2 separate regions of the Ostrinia nubilalis genome follow, and region 1 is linked to region 2. The links are chromatin contacts, called in public Hi-C maps. All regions are on one chromosome and are shown on one strand. Each heading gives the region's core, a stretch centred on a gene start, on an enhancer-like site or on the middle of the called end of the contact. The rest is flanking DNA. Distances are from core to core; before and after follow the strand shown. Region 1 holds the start of LOC135086233 (heat shock 70 kDa protein cognate 5). Region 2 holds the start of LOC135086126 (zinc finger protein 1 homolog).

Region 1 (5,667 bases), core at 2,043-4,542, 160 kb after region 2:
GAAGGCCCTTATGCAGAAAGAAGCTTTTCGATTCTTATTACGATTCCTGAATTAATTATCTGATGAAATGTGAAGATGAAGATTCCTGTTTAATACCTATAAAACACAAAATCGATTTGTGAATAGGATGTTCTATATGGTGTGACCATAAAAACGTCCAGCTGAAAGTGACGCGGAACACGGAGTCTTACCTACTTCCAGCTTACTTGAGCTGTGGGACGATCCAAAATATGGACAAATGACGGCTTCTCTACGTACTTAGTTATTGGATCTGTATCGAGCCTTTTTAAAGACTGGGCCTCTTTTCATTACAATGATTACTTTCAGATCGCCTGGCGCGCGTGTCTCCTCGAACAGGAAAACGCGTCTCTGCGCGCGCATATCGCCGCGCTCCGCCAGGAGGCGCTAGCGCTGCGAGGTCTACTGGCAGCGAGGGACGAGCCCGCGGCCGCGCCTTCCTCTACTACCGCCGATTAAAGAAACAAGCAGAAGACCTTCCCTGGACTAGACTGCCATCCTCTGGACTAGACTGCCCCCTCTGCTGCCCGCCCCCCCTGACAAGGTTTCCCCCCCTCCTGGACTAGACTGCTTCCCCCTCCCCCAAATCACAGATCAGACTGTGCCCCCATCCCTAGACTAGATAGGATCCTCTCCCTCCACCAGCCTGTCCCCCCTTCCCAAATAGAAGTGAACTGCCCCCCCCCCTCCGTGGATTGAACTGCCCACCCCCCCTCCGTGGATTGAACTGCCCACCCCTCCTCCGTGGATTGAATTGCCCACCCTCTAAATGAGACTGCCCCCCTGGATTAGAGATGGCCTCCCTGTAGTCTCCCTGCTCTCATACTGCTCTCTACTGCTCCCCCCAGAAGCAGACAGCCCCCCTTGGACCAGACACCCCTCTTGACTGCCCCCCTTGTTGACTAGTTCCCCACTCATTTCCCAAGAGAACGCGTCTCTGCGCACACATCGCCGCGCTCCGCCAGGAGGCGCTGGCGCTGCGAGGTCTACTGGCAGCGAGGGACGAGCCCGCGGCCGCGCCTTCCTCTACTACCGCCGATTAACAGCCTCCCCCCAGAATAAAGTGACCCCTCCAAACTAAAGTGCCCCCCTAGACCAAAGTGGCCCACAGACTAAAGTGACCCCAACTAAACAGTCCCCCTAGACTAACCTCTCCTGGATTTAAATACTAAATCGCCCCCGAGTATAAAAAGCTCCCCTAGACTAGCCTCCCCCCAGACTAAACAAAATCGATTCTCCTCGAGCAAGAGACGTTCATAGAAACCTGCCTTGTAATGAGGGTTTTCGCGAATGAAAAATCCGCCAGATGGCAATACGTAGACGCGAGGTCCAAATGCTGCATGATTGGTTATTTTTGACATGACATTGACAGATATGTCAAAATCCACCAATCACGCAGCAGTCAGACCCCACATCCACGTCTCGCCATCTAGCGGATCTTTCATTCGCGAAAACCCTCATTCGTCTTTCATTGTCTAACTAAGAATGGGGGAACCTAAAAAAACTTATAGTATCCTCTCTGGACACGCATTTCTCTCTGTCTCAGAGGCTAGTTATGCCCATGATGACGACCTACTTCTACTCCTTAAGCAAGAGAACACGTCTCTGCGCGTGCTCATGACTAGATTGCTTCCCTCCTGGACTAGAAATACTTCTGCTTATAAAGGGCAGTTGAACCCCCACCCCCCTGGACCAGCTAGCTCCCTTTGTACCAGCAGCTGATGACAAAAAGTTACTATCTCAACCATAGCCTGTCTGCCCTGGAATGGACTGCTCCCCCATGGACTATTAGCCTACCTCATCTCTCCGATTAAATGTGAGAATAACAGCCCCACCCTAGAAACCTGCCGTATAGTTTCTAACCGCGGGGAGATCCCACTCTGGACTAATCTGATCCCCGGACTGTCCCCCAGGACCAGATTGCCCTCATCAGCTCCCACTTCCTCCTCTGGATTAGCCTGATCCCCCGGATTGCCTCCTTAGTCCCCGTTTCCCCCGAAATCCCTACCCCTCCTGTTCTAGCAGCTGATGACAAAATGCGACAGTGTTTATTTGCTTTATGTAGAAATTATTTGCTTGCAATGCATATGAAGCGCATCGGTCAACGTGAATTATTAGTTAGTTCAACGTGAAAATAATAAAATTAGAATAAAAGTTGCCTTTAAAAATTAATTTTATCTTAGTAATTAAGTTACCAAGTATAGATTTGTCGTAAGCAGTGTGATATTTTGATCTCAAAACCGTCCATTTAATGTAGATTTTTAGAATATAAGTATTGTCTACACTAGTAATTACTTTGAGTGTACAAAACGTGTGTAAATAGTTTAATTTATAAACGTAAGGTAGGTATTACTTTTCTGTCTATTTATAAGTTTTAATTATAATAGGCTTTACTAATTACCAATTTATTATGCAAAAAATTGACAAAAATAAAATCTACTAGGTAGTGGCTTTGTTACATAATTTTCAGTTTTCCGCCTTTAATGGAATTTCGTTTTTTGTTTTTTAAGAATGTTTTGGAATAAATAAACCATAATTACATTGCACTTGAACATTTTTATTAAATTAAATTATCTATCATGGTCTTACTAATCGCAAGTACCTACACTACAGTACACTATGCGGGACCAAAGACGTAATAGTGTGAACATCATCTCGGTTACTTTCTCCTTCCCAAAATGTGCCCCAACAACCGTGGGTCGCCCATAGTTCGAACTTCGGTGTGCGGGCTAGCGCTTCAGCTTCGACTTGGAAAATTTTCCGCATAACATAGTGTACTTGCGCCCTAATACAATAAAAAAAAACATTTTGTAGTTCCTGGAGCTAGTATTTCATACTAGCTCCGTATCATATACTTATTTGTAATTTGACTACTCACCACCAGAGTGCGCACTGCGTATTGTATTCTGTTACAATTACTCGCCACTAGATGGCAGTAAACAGTATTTATGGATGTTCGCCTTTTTTACAGGTATAAAACTAAAATACAATATCTTATATATTTATTTCTTTACTGTTGCCACAAATTAAATTACTGTTTCAAATTAAAATATGCTCGATACTTATATTTTTTTAAGATTTATTACATAACATTAGGTACGTTTCCTTTGGAACTAGTGAATGACGTAATAAAAATACTTAACGTGGATTGGCTATTCTACTTTTCTTATTTTCATTGACCAATCACAGTGCTTAAATATTTTTTCTGTGGCATTGAAAACATACTGATTCATTGATAAAACGAGAATGTTCCATGGCGAGCACCATTTTCAGTGTGGCAAGAAAATCGGAGTGTGCCAGAAAAAAAAGTAAAAATTGTTCTTTCATGAAGTTGCGTCACCCACATGTTCTGTTTGAAGTGAATTGAAGTCAAAAAATAAATTAATAGTTGTTTTTACTGAAATAAAAATGTTGTGCGCGACGCGGGCTTTCGGCCGAAAGGCGTTGGAGTGTTCCGGCATCGGAACCGAGTATTACACACAAAGGAATTTCTCGACAATCCTCAAAAACGTAAGTCTCCATTTTATTTGAGAAAACGAATGAAAATCGTTTGTCACATGAGCGGAAAATGTCAAAGGCTTGAATTCCTCGTAGTTGCTTGCAGTATTATTGTAAATATCTATACATTTCTTACGAAAACCTCGCCGGTCTTTACCTCCCACATGGAAAATTAGTTTGACAATTTGTCAGAGAATTTTCAGAGTATTTCTCTAAATTTCAGACTGCTGCGCCAACAGTACCCATCTACCAACGGCATGCGCTTCAATACAGGAATAAGTAAGTAGAACATCTTAAGATTTGCATCAGAATTTCATCATAACCTAACTCTTTTGCTGGGTGACCTTTGAATGCGCTGTATTGTGCCGCACAAGTTTCACAAAATGCGCGTGAAATTTCTTTTCATATTTTGGCCTGTAACATGTCGATTTTGTTCTCTATGAGTTGATTGTGATCCCAAATGATTGGCCCCAAATGTTCTCCACTCAAATATCATTCATATATTTTCAGTTAATAGGTACATTCCACTGTACCTATCCTATACATAATTATCTAGTAACCTAGTGTAGTGCCAAATTTTGTACCTATTAGTTTGGGTAACAGGGAAAATAACTAAATTAAGCATGAGCATCATCAACATTTTGAACCTGTCATTTATGACTCAAATGACAAAATAACTCATGTAATTATATGTGTATAGGTTAGAGTGGGAGACCTGATAAGGGAGATCTTAGTACAAGTCTTAGATTATAACAAAAAAGTAAGACAAGTACTGCACAAGCTACTTGGAAGTGTTCAATGGGAAAATTGTAGGATGTGTAGGAATAAAATTTACAAGTACCAACAGTAAGTGTGAGGACTTGCATACGCACAATAACTGTCTGGCTCAAAACATCTAATTTAAAAGAGCTCGTAAGGTAAAAGTACATCCAGTGTGAATAGGTATTTGCCATTAGAAATTCATGCATGAACGCTTGCTAATATGTTATGTTTACTAGTTTACTTTAACTTGTGCACCGTTGAGCGGTCTCTGTACCTGTGTGCTGTAGGCCTTTGCGGTCGGTGCGACATTGTCGTAGAGTAGATTGTGTTCCAAGACGACATGTCTTGCGAACCTGATACTCATACTACATAAATATTATATTTACTAAATACTCGGGGTACTGCATGCTTATAATTTAGTTTACTTTTAATGGTTGTTGTACAGTCAAATATGTGACATCTAAAGTAGGCAAAAAGTTCACGGTACGTCTTTTTTACATTCGGATTTTTTGGAAAAGGGTTTTTTTTTTCTCTTTGCTTTATCTGCAATCAGTCTCACGACTGAGCGGATGAGTTGTAGTGTCCTTTGCATGATAAGTGTCTTCTCCACTGAGAACACTACTTATTTATGTATTTCTACACTCCAGTGCAGACTCAGGATGTCATGCCTCTTTAGACATTTGCTATAGCTTTGTTGCAGCAGTTCCGAAGCCAGCTCATTTGGAATAGGTTGTGCTGCAAACTTTCTGACCACTTTGATGTCACAAACTGTTTGACGCTGCTGTAAAAATCCTTAGGTTAGGGTAACATACAGTGTTAGCTAGTGAGTCAGTTGTTGTTTTTGCCAAGGGCAAAGAAATGTGACAAATAATGTTGTATCATGCATATTGCATAATTTAACACAATTACATATCATTCTCGTACATTAACACATTGTATAAGTTTTGTCACCTGATGTTAAACTTGGAGACATTTTAAAGCTTCAACCACACCGACGCGTGCAGACCGCCATCGCCGCCGCGATCAAAGGCCAATGACAGGTCGCGCGACCCATGACAGTTCACGCGACCTGTCATTTCCCTATGATGGCGCCGTGATGTGATCCGCACGCGTTGGTGTGGTTGAAGCATTATGGGAGACCAGATGACAGCAATGCTTGTGCCTTGAATTTATTAGCATCTGTTGTACACTGACTGTCCTCATCATCATTTTGATCCGTCACTAACGTCAAATTCTACAATCAACTCAGGTCCGATGGAGTCCGAGGTGCGGTCATTGGTATCGATTTGGGTACCACGAACTCGTGTGTCGCCGTCATGGAGGGAAAGACGCCGAAGGTAAGCATAAACTATGTGACTTGTCAAATATTATACTAAATATCTGTCACTT
Region 2 (5,262 bases), core at 2,163-4,662:
AGACCCAGGGGCGTTACAGGTGTTATTTTTAATTGTGGTATTTTCGCGAAGAAACATATTGAAAATCTAATTCTAATAAGTATGAAAAATATAAATTGTTTTCTTCACGTAAATCGATTAAGTTACAGATTCTGACTAGCTCCTAATTTGGATACTGATTACAAAGGCCTAGTAAATATAAATAACGTAATAATTTTTCTACTTGTATTTATCTCTTCAGTTGTTTTGGAGTCAATTATAGTTTTTTTACACTAATAGATTCTATTTAGGTAGAAAACAGCGTCTGAGCGCGTCATAATTCAATTGTATCGTCTGACTGCACGTACTCTATGAATAATTCTGACATAAAATCCATTGTCGAACAAAAGCTGGGTTGCACCATCTTACTTCAACTTTGACAAGCGTCAAAAGTCTGTCTAACTCCATACAAAAAACACCGGTTATCGCCAAAGCTACGGTCAAAGTTAGGTCACGTCAGGTGGTGCAACTCAGCCAAAGAAAAAATTCATTTTGATCGCTAATGTCAGTTTGCAGCGAGTGACACAACCTCCCCGTCTGAAGGCCAGCGGCCGACTGCCGCCCGCACCCCGCGAAGGCCCCCTCAACAGCAAAACGTTCGGAATTTATCAAAAGTAAAATTTATGAATGAAAGTAATGTTCGATTGAAAAACGCAACGTGTCATTTAAAGATTAAAGAATTCCTAATCTATTCGTACAAAAATCTTTTAAATTAACATAGCCGTTTTGGAGGAGTAGGGAATTTAAGTAAAAAATCGATGTCCCGTATTTATTTTTTTAATCCAAAACAAAGAGACGTAGCGAAAATTCAAACGTCACAAATGTAGTCCTTGAACTGTTGTATAACATATATTTTTTTCAACTATTTCTGTCCAGCAGTAAAAGAGGAGTAGGCTTTACAAAATGCCCATTTGGCGCGGATTGAGGACTCTAATCGCCTTAAATGGCGACCACGGGCTGGAAGACGTAGTCTGGAGAAGGACGCGGGAAGAACTTGGATGTGGGCGGCGGCGCAGGACCGGTTGTTATGCAAATTCTTAGGGGAGGCCTTTGACCAGCAGTGGACGTCATTTGGCTGAAACGAACGAACGATTCTAACGTTTTTTTAAGGCAGGAAAGGCAGAAGACGAAACTATTTTAAAAACGAATTTCTGTCAGTTAGGGAGCCTCCGCTAAAACTCACACATGTCTGTATCGAAAAAAATAGTATGAACACTCGCGGTAGGGAGCGGGCGTGCATTTACGTGTATCATTATGGTCTTATGTAGCATTCATAGCACACTCATCAACTACAAAAGAGATCAACACCGTATCGCCTTTCGTGAGCTGTCAACCGCGAGGCGAGGCGTTTACGTTACGGTGCGGCAGGGTTCGTAAGGATAATTATCAATGATAATTATCGTGATAATAACAGATGGATAATTATCGGTTGATAATAACAAAAAATGCGCTCGTGAAAATGGACTGTATGTATTCGAAGTTTTCGAACGTGTATTTCTGCACTTGCGTCTAATGGTGGGCGTTAATCAATATAGATAGTTATAAAACCTATCTATTTAACTCCACAATGATCACTAGTTATCTAGCGTCAAAATATTTATCTATATTCCACTTGACAACAAACAGCAACCAAAAACATAAAACAACATTAGCAATCAGAATTTCTTAGTAACAATATCCGATAATATCGGATAATTATCATGAAGCGTAATTATCTTGATAATTTCGAACCCTGCGGTGCGGATAAGTGTGCGTTGCAGTTTGCAGTATGAAATTTCATACCAAGAATACTGAACGTCTCGAGTTGATACGGTTACGATCCTTTTCTGGGTTTATAAGTGTGCTAACGTCCTTTAGGCGGGCACTCGTCCCGCCAAGTTTTAGCTAGGCCCTTATTGTAATAAAATTGTAAACCGGCAGACAGTGGTGACTGAGTTTGTTGCGGCGCTTCTCAGCACTTGCCAAATGTTTGTCTCGAAGTGCTGGTAGGGCAACTCACTCACTCATCATGAAATCTCAGAAATTACAAGTGCTAGGAGTCTCAAATTTTGCATGGGGGTTCCTTTTAGAATGTAGGTGCTTACTAAGACTGGATTTTGCAAAATCCAACCCCAAAGGAAATAAAACGGGATCCACGCGTACGAAGTCGCGGGCAGCCACTAGTACAGAAAATAAAGTTTATGTATGTACCCGCATCAGCCAAGAAGTAATCGTCTGAGTCGTCGCCACTCTCTTGAATAGGCTCCAGCTTTATTTCGAAAGGCTTTTCATCTGTGAACAAGTACAATATTCTGTTAGGTTGTGTATAATAGGTATATTATGTTTCTAAATTCTACATCTCTATTTTCAGTTTAATTTCTGAGTATGGCATAAAACCTTTTTATTGATCGATTGATCACTTAAAAAGAGCGTCTGCTTCATAAGTTAAGCCCACAACTACATTATTGTGTTTTTATTGGATTTTTTTTTAACTTTTTCAATGTATCCAGATGTTCAAGGTACCTTTTGACCTAGGTTTTTCCTTTATTATTATATTGTAATTGTAAATAGTAGTGCTAAAATAGAACACAGATTCAAAATAATAAGCCACATTTCTTATTAGAGTTGAGCTCACTTTAATATAATATAGTAAGAAGATTTTGCAGAATTCTCCCATGCAGCATTTTAAATCCTTACAACAATTTCCAAATTTAATAATTTTTCTGACATATAACTAAATTGAAGCATATGAAACAAGTACATACCTTCATCATAATCTTTGATCATCTTCAGAAATTCCTGTTCAGACTTCAACACTTGTTGTTTGAAGTTGAAGCAGGTTCTCAGGCTCTCAATGCAGGCATCACAGATTTTGGCCTTGTATTTAGAAGATGAGAGCTAAAAATTATTGAATATTAATAATTAATAGAAGGCAAAATAACAAATAGTCCTAGAAGTACATAGGTATTGTTGTATGATACTATTTATTTTAAAGTAATTGTAGTTAAGGGCTAGACAGTGTTATTTAAAAAAATACTAATTTGACGGACTTTTCCACGACTGGCGATTTCTTCCATCTTTGGGACATTATTTATGCTATGTTATTAATGCATGAAAATGACTTCAAAGCAAACAAATACTTTAGAGAAGAATGAAAGAATGTTTAAATGAAGCTTTTATGGGTATAATATGTGTAAATAAACTTACAACAATACTAAAACAATCATTCAACATCTTGGAATAGTTTTCAGCTGTGTTTAACCAAACGTGCGACGCATCCAAATCTTTGTGCATGCCCTGAGATAGGCAACAGCGGCATGTATTTTCCAATTCCATTGTAGTAGGTCTCAGTAATCCATTTATTCACGAAAATTAAATTTCATTCACGAATTGAAAGCCAAAATTCGTGAATTTTGTAATGGCAGTGACATTAATGACATTTTGTTTTTTTTACAGTACTGACAGCAGAAAATATAACCATAGACAAAGAAGTTGACGACGTTAAAGTACGACTATTCAACACTAGATGGAGCTTGTATCTCAGAGCATTTAGTATTTCTACTCGGCGCTAGATGGCGTTAAAAAGGTACTTTTTAATGTCAATGAAATCACGCGATATTTTTTTAAACTAGTATTTATTAGGTTCCATAACTAAAATATTGGCATTTGGCAGGAGGAACAGAAAATGAAATCAAAATGGCGATGATACAGCGAAGCGGTGCAGTGCATTAACGCGATGTTGTTTCTTCTAATTTTTTAAATTAAAACTGTTTTTCAATTCATACTGGTGAATAGGACTGTGATAATGGAATTTGACGAAATTGTTGTGAAGGAAAGCCCGGGGCTTTGCCGGTGCTGTCTCTCCGAGGGATGTTACAAAGACTTGGGGACCGAGTACACTTGGATGAACGAAAACGAAGTTTATGCCGATATGCTGCTTGAATGCTTTGATATTAGTGTGAGTATTTACGTTTAGAGTATTTATTTATCCTTTGAGTTCTACTTTGAGTCATATTACGTAGTTTTCAGTCGAATTTTTCAGTTCTTTCTCCCCCTAGTTTCTCCCCATATAGTGGCTATAGCTAGGTACAAAGTGCTTCTGTATTAACTGGTTTCTTTTCAATTTACGACCCTTCTATCCTTAACATTCAATCGAAGTTCTGACAAAATCTTATTCTTTGCCTAAGCTGCTTGATTCAAACTAGTTTTTAACTTTCTGCCAGATCATTGTTTTTCATATACAACAACAGTCATCTCTGCCTTCAATAAATATCAAAAGGTACTTAGCCATTCAATAGTTAAATTGAAGGTTATTAAAAGTTTCAAGTCAGTAAAAATCAGTAGTTCATAAAGGAATGCTGCATTTATTTATTTAGGAATAGTACTCAGCAAAATATCATTTAAGCATTGGAAAAAAAAAGACAAAATGTGTGATCTTGCATAATATTCAACTTTTGCTGGGTTGCACCATCTTACTTAAACTTTGACAAACATTAAAAATCTGTCAAACCCCATACAAAAAAAACATTGGTTATCGTTATAGTTACCATCAAAGTTAGTGGTGCAACTCAACCTTAACTTAACCTTAACTTAAGTTACATCTAATTAGAAAGTGAAATAAAGAAAAATAATTGGTGCTAGATTTAATAATGCTATTTTATGCAATAGATATCCCAACACAATGAAGGCCCCAACGGCCCCAGCCGGCTTATCTGCGAAGTGTGCATCACACGACTGCGCGACGCCTGCAACTTCAAGAAGCAGGTCCTGGACTCGGAGAAGAAGTTCGTGGATATGATCGGCAGGGGAGATTTTAGGCCTAAAGGTAAGCAGATTTTTTCTTTCTGTGTGTATTGGCAATCAATCCAAGATTCTTGAGCAAATCCATTCTGTGATAAGGAGATAGACTAGCATACTTTGTATATACACTGTGTATATTATACATTGTAAAAAAAATTGCAATAATAAAATAAATGCAAATTATTGCTAAAAGCAGTTTTTCTAAAAACAATATTTTATTTGTGATGTGAAAAATGTTTTGTATGTTTGCAGTTCTATTTTTTAACTCACATCAAAGAAAAAGAAAGAGATGTGCACACTCCAAATGTCTAAGCACAACATCTAATGATTAAATGGTCTTTAGACGTAGATTTTCTACAACATTTTCATTACTTGAAAGATGCGCGCTGTGATAAAAATCTTATCGACGATTTTAGACGATACACCCATAGTGTATCGCGTAAAATCGATAAAATGGCGTGATAA

What was found. A called contact is a pair of places that touch in the nucleus more often than the background predicts.
Region 1: a contact with region 2 is called in a Hi-C map of whole larva, with 6 times the contacts expected there. The contact joins the promoter of LOC135086233 here to the promoter of LOC135086126 in region 2. A contact is called at or near these places in 4 of 5 Hi-C or Micro-C datasets (whole body and whole larva).

The regions. Positions count from the first base shown.
Region 1 is chr30:3,056,019-3,061,685 of ilOstNubi1.1, forward strand. It overlaps LOC135086233 (heat shock 70 kDa protein cognate 5), which reads left to right and starts at 3,293. Exons shown (of 14, transcript XM_063981060.1): 1 at 3,293-3,528; 2 at 3,740-3,795; 3 at 5,528-5,615. The coding sequence starts at 3,427.
Region 2 is chr30:2,896,348-2,901,609 of ilOstNubi1.1, forward strand. LOC135086126 (zinc finger protein 1 homolog) reads right to left here and starts at 3,413. Exons shown (of 5, transcript XM_063980930.1): 1 at 3,205-3,413; 2 at 2,763-2,895; 3 at 2,209-2,289. The coding sequence starts at 3,333. It overlaps LOC135086212 (zinc finger protein 34-like), which reads left to right and starts at 3,689. Exons shown (of 5, transcript XM_063981016.1): 1 at 3,689-3,955; 2 at 4,666-4,822. The coding sequence starts at 3,803.